Linked DNA regions of Anser cygnoides: region 1 is linked to region 2. The links are chromatin contacts, called in public Hi-C maps. All regions are on one chromosome and are shown on one strand. Each heading gives the region's core, a stretch centred on a gene start, on an enhancer-like site or on the middle of the called end of the contact. The rest is flanking DNA. Distances are from core to core; before and after follow the strand shown.

Region 1 (3,649 bases), core at 1,079-3,578, 120 kb before region 2:
GATCCTTCTGTAGGAGGGCACCCTGCGGTTTGCCCTGTTGTTAGGCTCTGTGCACATTCCCTAGGTGGAAATATTGATCTAAGGAGTGCTACCAGGTACCTTTCCTTTTTGGCAGCAATGGTGTATGGATGGCAGGAAAACTTTGTGAAAAACATTGTGCAGATTTTGAGAGCTGAAGCGTTGGAGCAAAACTCACCATCATTCGGTAAGCAATCCCGACTTCTCCAGTGCCTCCTAGCCATCTCTTTGTGTGCCAAAGATCATAAATTCCTGTTTGTGACTGCAGTCACAGCTGCAATGAGCTTTGTCGGCACAGATACCCCGTGTTGGCTGTCTAACATGTGCAAGTTCTCAAAGAGATTTGTTTACATCAACCTTTTGTTCACAAAGATCCTTATATTCGGGCTGTAGCGATCACATGCTGTAATGGTCTCCTTGAAATAAAGGGTGGGTTTATGTACCCTTGCTGCACCCTCCTCTTAACAACACTGTGTGTTCTAGCCCTTAATTGCTGAGGTATGAAAACACATGTAGTTGTACACCGAGAAGGTTGTGCTTACTATAAACACTTTCCCTGTTTGTTGGCTTTCCTTTTAGCAGCTGGGGTTTAAAACCAAGGCAAGCCAAAACTTACCATTATTCTCTGGCATGTGATAAGAACTTGGGTTCCTGTTGTTGCCAGAACAAATCAAGCAGGAGGGCTGGTGCTGTCTGCTTAGCTGACTATTTTTGTTTTGGCTTGTTTTGTTGCGTGTTTTTTGTTTTGTTTTGTTTTGTTTTTGAAGCCTGTCATGGCAGTACATTCAGTCCCTATCCAAAGTAATAATTTGCCTTATCACTCAGGAGCCTTGCTGCCAGGTTTACATAAGGGATCACAGCCAAACAGCAGACGGGGCTGCCTCATGAAAGCCCTGGATTCTTCGAGAAAACTGCTCAGGAAAGGAACAAAGGTCTAGAGAGAATTTGGTGAGGCAGTGGTGATGGCGGTTACCTTCTGCATCGTTCAGCAGCAGCCTCTGGTGGGCCCTGCTCTGAGCCCTTGGAGGGGACTTCTTTATCTATGGTATTTTTGCTGTTTGTCCCTTTCTCTCTTTAGGTTGTGTTGAGTTAGTTTTTCCAAGCTGACTCATTTCACTTTAAAAGCACATTTGTCTCCACCCTCCTATGCAATCAATTCCCTTCTTTCTTGCATCATGAGATGCTGGCACTAGGAACTGCATTACAGAATGAGTTGTTAAGAAAAGCTTTCTTTTTTTTTTTTTTTAAAGACAGCCACAAAGATGTGATTTATGTTTCTCTCCAAGCTAGGTGACTGTGAATGGTGAGTCAGGGTGTGGTCTCAGCTTGTCCTTAGTTCTCTGTCCGTAACTCAGATGTAATGACAGTCACAGTAACGTGTAATTATGTAGATTTTTCCCATGCAAGTCACCTGGGTGGATTTCAGTTTATTTTTTCAAACATTTGCCCTCTCTCATCCACCCTGCACTGGTTACTGCTTAGATTAGGTTTTGTCCATTAGGCTATTCTAACCTTCCTATTTACTTTGTTATCTTATTTCTGCCTCTCTATACAAGATTTACCTGGTGACAAATTATGGCTTGTGGGATGGAGAGCATTTTGCATCTGATCCCCTGACCTGTGCCACAGAAGTGGAGGTTCATCTTAGAAGCAGCAAGAATCATAAGCCAAACAAAGGTCTGACCATCGTTACCTGTAAAAAGCAGCTCGTTAATGCCATTAGATGTAGAGGGAAACAGAAATTCTTCTTTCAATCCATAAGTCAAGCGTATTAGCTTTTCCTGTTTCCTGGAACAGCATCCAGCAGCCTTACAAAAGAGTAGGGGACTACAGCAAGTTCATGGTAATTGAGTAATAACCTGAATCATATCCGAGCAAAAAAAAATGGCTCCCTTCATGTATCTCATGCATTGCCCTCTCACCTAGAAGGGTTATTTATTTTGTCTAGTTCATTTCTTTCTTATCTGCTTTAGCTGTGAGGAGAAAGTCCCCTCATCTCATGAGGCTGGTGGCGTCCTGGTACCTGGTAGAAGTTTTTGCTGTAGGATATAAGGTACAAATATTTGTGGAAATTTTGAAGTTCTTTTCAAACGAAAAGATTGGTGGTCTCTTATGGGAGAACACGTCATAGATCATAAGGAATTTAAGCCAGCTTTGAAATTGTTTTGTTTTTAATATTTGTGTTTTTAAAAACCAAAACACCCATCACTACTTCTCTTACTGGCATCTAGGGAAGATGTAAAACCTCTGCACTGTGGCTTTACCTATTTGTACTCCAGTGAGTGAGTAGTTCCCTTTCCTATAGCTTCTTTAGCCTGTCTCCTGATGTGTGTAGCGCATTGTTTAGCTAAGGAAGATCATCATGGTGTGCCTTGTTTCCAGTAGCTTTGCAGAGCAAGCAGTTTTCAGTCACCTGAAGCTGTGAGGTGCTCCTTCCTGTGCTGCTTCCCAGAGGGGACCTCAGCCTGCTTCCTGCAGGCAGTCTGCAGGAAGATCAGCGTACAGAGGTCAGTGAGTTCTCAGCCAGGCTTATTTGGTGTTGCAATTTCCCGGTTCAGCTGAAAGAACTGTGTATTTGGACGTTGTATTCAGCACGTTGGCAGTACTGACTGATGGACTTTAGCTGTGATTTCCCATGACACCCGTGTATATTTTTAAACAAAGTATTAAACAAATTGGTCAGCTGTCTACTTTAAGAAAAGGCTGTTGGTGGCAGGGCAGGGTTGTCACTCAGCGCTCTTGTCACTTTGCCTATATCTGTTTGTCTCTGAGCAGTTTCAGTGTTGTAAAATCCCCCTCTCACAGTCAGTCACCATGAGAGATTTCCTCTCATATTATCTTTTTTGAGGAATGGGATTCCTGACTGACTGCTTATCTACAAATTACACTTTCTCGTATTGACTCAGTGCCTTCCTCCTGTCCTGAAAACGTTGCATTTAGGAGGTGCGAAGATAGTTCTGTTTCTGCACCAAAGTTTTCCTTGTCATTCTGCACATTCTGGAAGCAGTGTGTTTGCACTAGGGATAACTACAAAGAGAGGTCACTGGGTAATTGCGAAGAAATTACTAAAGGCTGCTTGGATGTTGATGACTTCCACTCATTAAGGCTTTGACAAGACTGACCTAAACACAGTGGAGCAATTACTCTGTTGGGAGTAAAGCTAGCAGTGCACCATATTTTATAAAATTTATATATGCTTCCTTTAAAAACAAAACAAAACAAAAAATCTTCCAGGAAGTGTTAAATTTGAATGAATAAATAAATAAATAAATAAATAAATAAAGTGCCCACCATTCTGTGAAGGCCTCTGAGCATCACAGAGATTAAAGGAAGTTTCCTCTAAACCTTTGTTAGCTTTCACTTGATTAATTCATTTGGGTAGGAAAAAGTAGATTTTTTTCCTGGCCTCTGAATTTGGGTTGGGCAATTGCAAGCTTTTAGCCTTTCTCTTGTCATTCTGGATGTTCCTGATACCTAAACGTAGGCTTACAATGATTTTTCTTTTTCCTTTGTCATTCACTTGTGTCACTTTTAACACTGTTCAGATTGGCCTGCTGCAGAATAGGAGCAAGTTTGCACAGCTTGGACACGTATGGAATGGTTAGACTCAAAGCTGATGATGCAAATGAGG
Region 2 (3,917 bases), core at 37-2,536:
TTGTATGCATGTTTTAGAGATAAGAACGGATGCAATGCAGCAGGACTGCTCATTTGCAGACTCCCTGTATGTAACCACAAAAAAAAGGGGGGGGAGGGAACGTTCCCAACATCCTCATTCCAGGAACAACTCACCCCTGAATCACTGAAGGATGTGCACAGCACTGCTAGAGCCAAGGAGACGCGGTACAGCGGGGAGTTTTTTGAGGAGAACTGCTGTGATTGGGAGATCTTCGCTATAATAAGACTCGCTATAATAAGACTCAGCTGACATGCTTAAGCATACATCCTTTGGTGAGGAACCAACCCTGGTGGCTGAGAGGATTATTGGAAAATAATAACAGCGCACGTAAGATCATGACAGGAGATGTTTTATTTTGCTCCTTTTTTAATGACATGTAGTCTCTTCACATGCTCATATGAACACATGCATAAGCTATAGCCGTGACAGTGTGTGTAAGATCGTGACAGGAGACCAGAAGATGGTTTTTGTCCTTTTTTCTAACAGCTGTCATGACATAGGCAGGTTCTTCACGTGCTCACATGAACACACACACAAGCTGCAGCCATGACAGCGACTGCACGCTTCCTGGGAGAGCCAGTTAGGTAAATACCGTGCTCACAACAAGCACCGCTCGGCACAGAGCGATCCCTAAACAAAGAGGCCTGCCAGCTGGCAAGGCGGGCACGAGCAGCCTTTTCCCTTCCCCGTCGTTTCCGAGATTTCAGCTCCCTTTTCCAGCAGCCCCACAACGAAGGGGCGTACCGCTCCCTTCTGTCACCGAGCCCGCTTTCTTCTCCCTTTTTGCCCCAGCCCAGCGCAGGCCCCAGAGCATGAAGCAGCGAGGTGCGACGACGAAGGAGTTAAACCGCAGGCCCTCGGCCCCCCCCGGTGCCCACCTCAGGGCCGGCTGCGCCCCCCGGGCGCGGCACCCCCCGGGCAGCCGCCCCCGACGGTGAAGCAGCCGCGCTGACGAGCCCCCAGCCCTGCCCGGCCGCCCTCCCCTCCGCCCGGGCCGGCTGCGGGAGCCCCGAGGGGCCCGGCTGGGCGGCCCCACGCGCGGCCCCGCTCCCCCGCCAGGGCCGGGCCCCGAGGGGCGCCCCCCGCGCCGCGCCGCGGCCCCCGCCCGCTCACCTGCCGCCAGCCCCGCCGCTGCCGCCGCGGCGACGAGGAAGTCCGGCCCCTTCCCCCGCCGGGAGGGGCGGCGCGGGGCTGCCAATGGCCGGCAGCGCTACGGCGGCGGCGGGCGGGGCGGCGGGCGGCTCCGCCGGGGCCGGGCTGCTCGGGGCTGGGCCTGGTCCCTTCCCTCAGCGTGGGTACGGCCCCGGCCCCAGCTGAGGGGAGCGAGTATTTCGCGAGTGAGCCGCTCCGCACAAAGGTGTCGAGGGGACAAGGACACCTTCATCTAGATAGGTTGTCCAAAGCCCCAACCAGCCTGGCCTTGGGCACCTCCAGGGATGGGGCATCCACAGCTTCTCTGGGCAGCCTGTGCCGGTGCGTCAGCACCCTCTGAGAGAAGAATTTCTTCCTTATATGTAACCATTCCCCCATGTCCTATCACTACACTCCCCAGAGCTGAACGCAGCACTCCAGGTGGGGTCTCACAAGGGCAGAGCAGAGGGGGACAGTCCCCTCCCTCGCCCTGCTGGCCATGCTGCTTTTGGTGCAGCCCAGGATGCAGTTGGCTTTCTGGGCTGCAAGCACTCACTGCTAGATCATGTTGAGCTTCTCATCAACCTACACCCCCAGGTTCTTCTCCTCAGGACTGTTCTCAATCCATTCTCCTCCCAATCTCTATTTGTGCTTGGGATTGCCCAGATTCAGGTACAGGACTTTGCACTTGGCCTTGTTAAACCTCGAGAGGTTTGCCCAGGCCCACTTCTCAAGCCTGTCCAGGTCCCATCCCTTCCCTCCAGCATTTCAACCACACCATGCAGCTTGGTGCCATCAGCAAACTTGCTGACGGTGCACTTGATCCCGCTGTCCATGTCACCAACGGAGATGCTAAACAGCGCTGGTCCCAATACTGACCCCTGAGGAACACCACTCATCACTGATCTCCACCTGGACATTGAGCTGTTGACAGCAACTCTTTGAATGCGACTATCCAGCCAAATCCTCACCCACCAAGTGGTCCATCCATCAAATCCGTCTCTCTCCAACTTAGAGACAAGGATACCGTGGGGGACAGTGTCATATGCTTTGCACAAGTCCAGGTAGATGATGTCAGTTGCTCTTCCCCTATCCACCAGTGCTGTAACCCTGTCATAGAAGGCCACCAGATTTGTCAGGAATGATCTGCCCTTAGTGAAGCCATGTTGGCTGTCACCAATCACCTTTTTATTTTCCATGTGCCCTAGCATAGTTTTCAGGAGGATCTGCTCCATGATCTTGCCAGGCACAGAGGTGAGACTGACTGACCTGTAGTTCCCCAGGTCTTGCTTTTTTCCCTTTTTTAAAAAGGGGGGTTATGTTTCCCTTTTTCCAGCCACTGCAAATTTCACTGGACTGCCACAGCTTCTCACATATGATGGACAGTGGCTTAGCAACTGCATCTGCCAGTTCCTTCAGGACCCGCAGATGCATCCCATCAGATCCCATGGACTTGTGCAACTTCAGGTTCTTTAGCCGGTCTTGAATCTGATATTCTCCTACAGTGGGCAGTTCTTCATTCTTCCAGTCCCGGCCTTTGCCTCCTGGGGCCTGGGCCATGTGGCTGGAACTCTTGTCAGTGACGACTGAGGCAAAATAGTCATTAAGTACCTCAGCCTTCTTCATATCCCCAGTGACTAGGTTTCCCGCTTTCTTCCGAAGAGGGCCCACAATTTCTCTAGTCTTCCTTTTATCACCGATATACCTATAGAAACCTTTCTTGTTGCCCTTGATGTGCCTGGACAAATTTAATTCTCAAAGGGCCTTGGCTTTCCTAACCTGAGCCCTGGCTGCTCAGACAATGTCTCTGTATCCCTCCCAGGTTATCTGTCCTTGCTTCCACTCTCTGTAGGTCTTCATTCTCATTTTTCAAAATGACAGTCAGTATTTGAGCAAACCATGTAAAGATCTTTGCAAGGATGCATCAGACACAAAAGGCCAGTGTTTGTATACTTAGTATGCACTCTGTCACTTATCAGATACAAATTCACTTTCTGTATTTGCATGGGTCATGCATGTTGAGCATGAAAAGAGTTACTTGCTATTGTACAATTGCACCTATGACATAATAGCTTCTACTTACTGTGTTACAAGCAGCTTCTAGAATAAGTGTAGAGGAAAAAAATGTTTGTTTCATTTGTTTTTATTTCTTTTGTCATTTGGAGATATCTGTAAAAAGTCCCTTAACACTCATTTTCCTCTGTTTGTCTCTGAGCAATCAAGGAGGGGAAGACATCAAATAAATAATAATAATAATAATAATAATAATAAGAGGAAATGAAGCCCAGAATTTGTCCAAGGGGTCAGGAATCTGTTGCTCAAACCTATTGCTAATTGGCCACATTTCGAGTTCACAGCGAACTTTCAAGGCTGGTCTTTCATAAACGTGTAAAATAGTAAAAACGCCAAAGTAAATTGGTTTCACGCACTTTACTGAGCACAGCTCCCTCTGGAGGCTACTCCCAAGGTTTATTTCTTCGTGCTAGCTCAGGTTTGATTGCACCATGAATTTACCTCATCTGTTGTTTTTCAGGTGGAATCAGAGAGGCAAGGGGGGGAACTACATCTCTCTGCTGGCTAGCGAGTGGAAAAATCCCTCTGTGTGGCCATTAGTCTCTGTGTTGCTCTGGAAGCAATGAACTCTTCTGTATTTTTTCTTTTCAGCCCTTTCTGTGTCAGGAAAGAGACTTTTTTCAGAGAAGCTCAGAGGATTAGCCAGGGATAGCTGCCCATGCTGGCTGCCACGAGCTAAGGTGAGGCCTTGC

What was found. Hi-C and Micro-C count contacts between places; a contact is called where the count stands out from the background.
Region 1: a contact with region 2 is called in a Hi-C map of liver, with 5 times the contacts expected there. The contact joins the enhancer-like site here to the promoter of LOC106046091 in region 2. A contact is called at or near these places in 2 of 7 Hi-C or Micro-C datasets (both in liver).

The regions. Positions count from the first base shown.
Region 1 is chr4:68,963,805-68,967,453 of Taihu_goose_T2T_genome, reverse strand. The region is part of intron 6 of FAM13A (family with sequence similarity 13 member A); the gene reads left to right. Among named protein-coding and RNA genes, the nearest start is that of FAM13A, 60 kb to the left of the region's middle. Within about 2 kb of position 2,328, at least 2 of the 3 cell types and tissues checked have open chromatin away from gene starts, as enhancers often do. A contact at or near this core is called in liver, where this site is marked.
Region 2 is chr4:68,842,163-68,846,079 of Taihu_goose_T2T_genome, reverse strand. It overlaps LOC106046091 (probable E3 ubiquitin-protein ligase HERC3), which reads right to left and starts at 1,286. Exons shown (of 25, transcript XM_066996351.1): 1 at 1,135-1,286.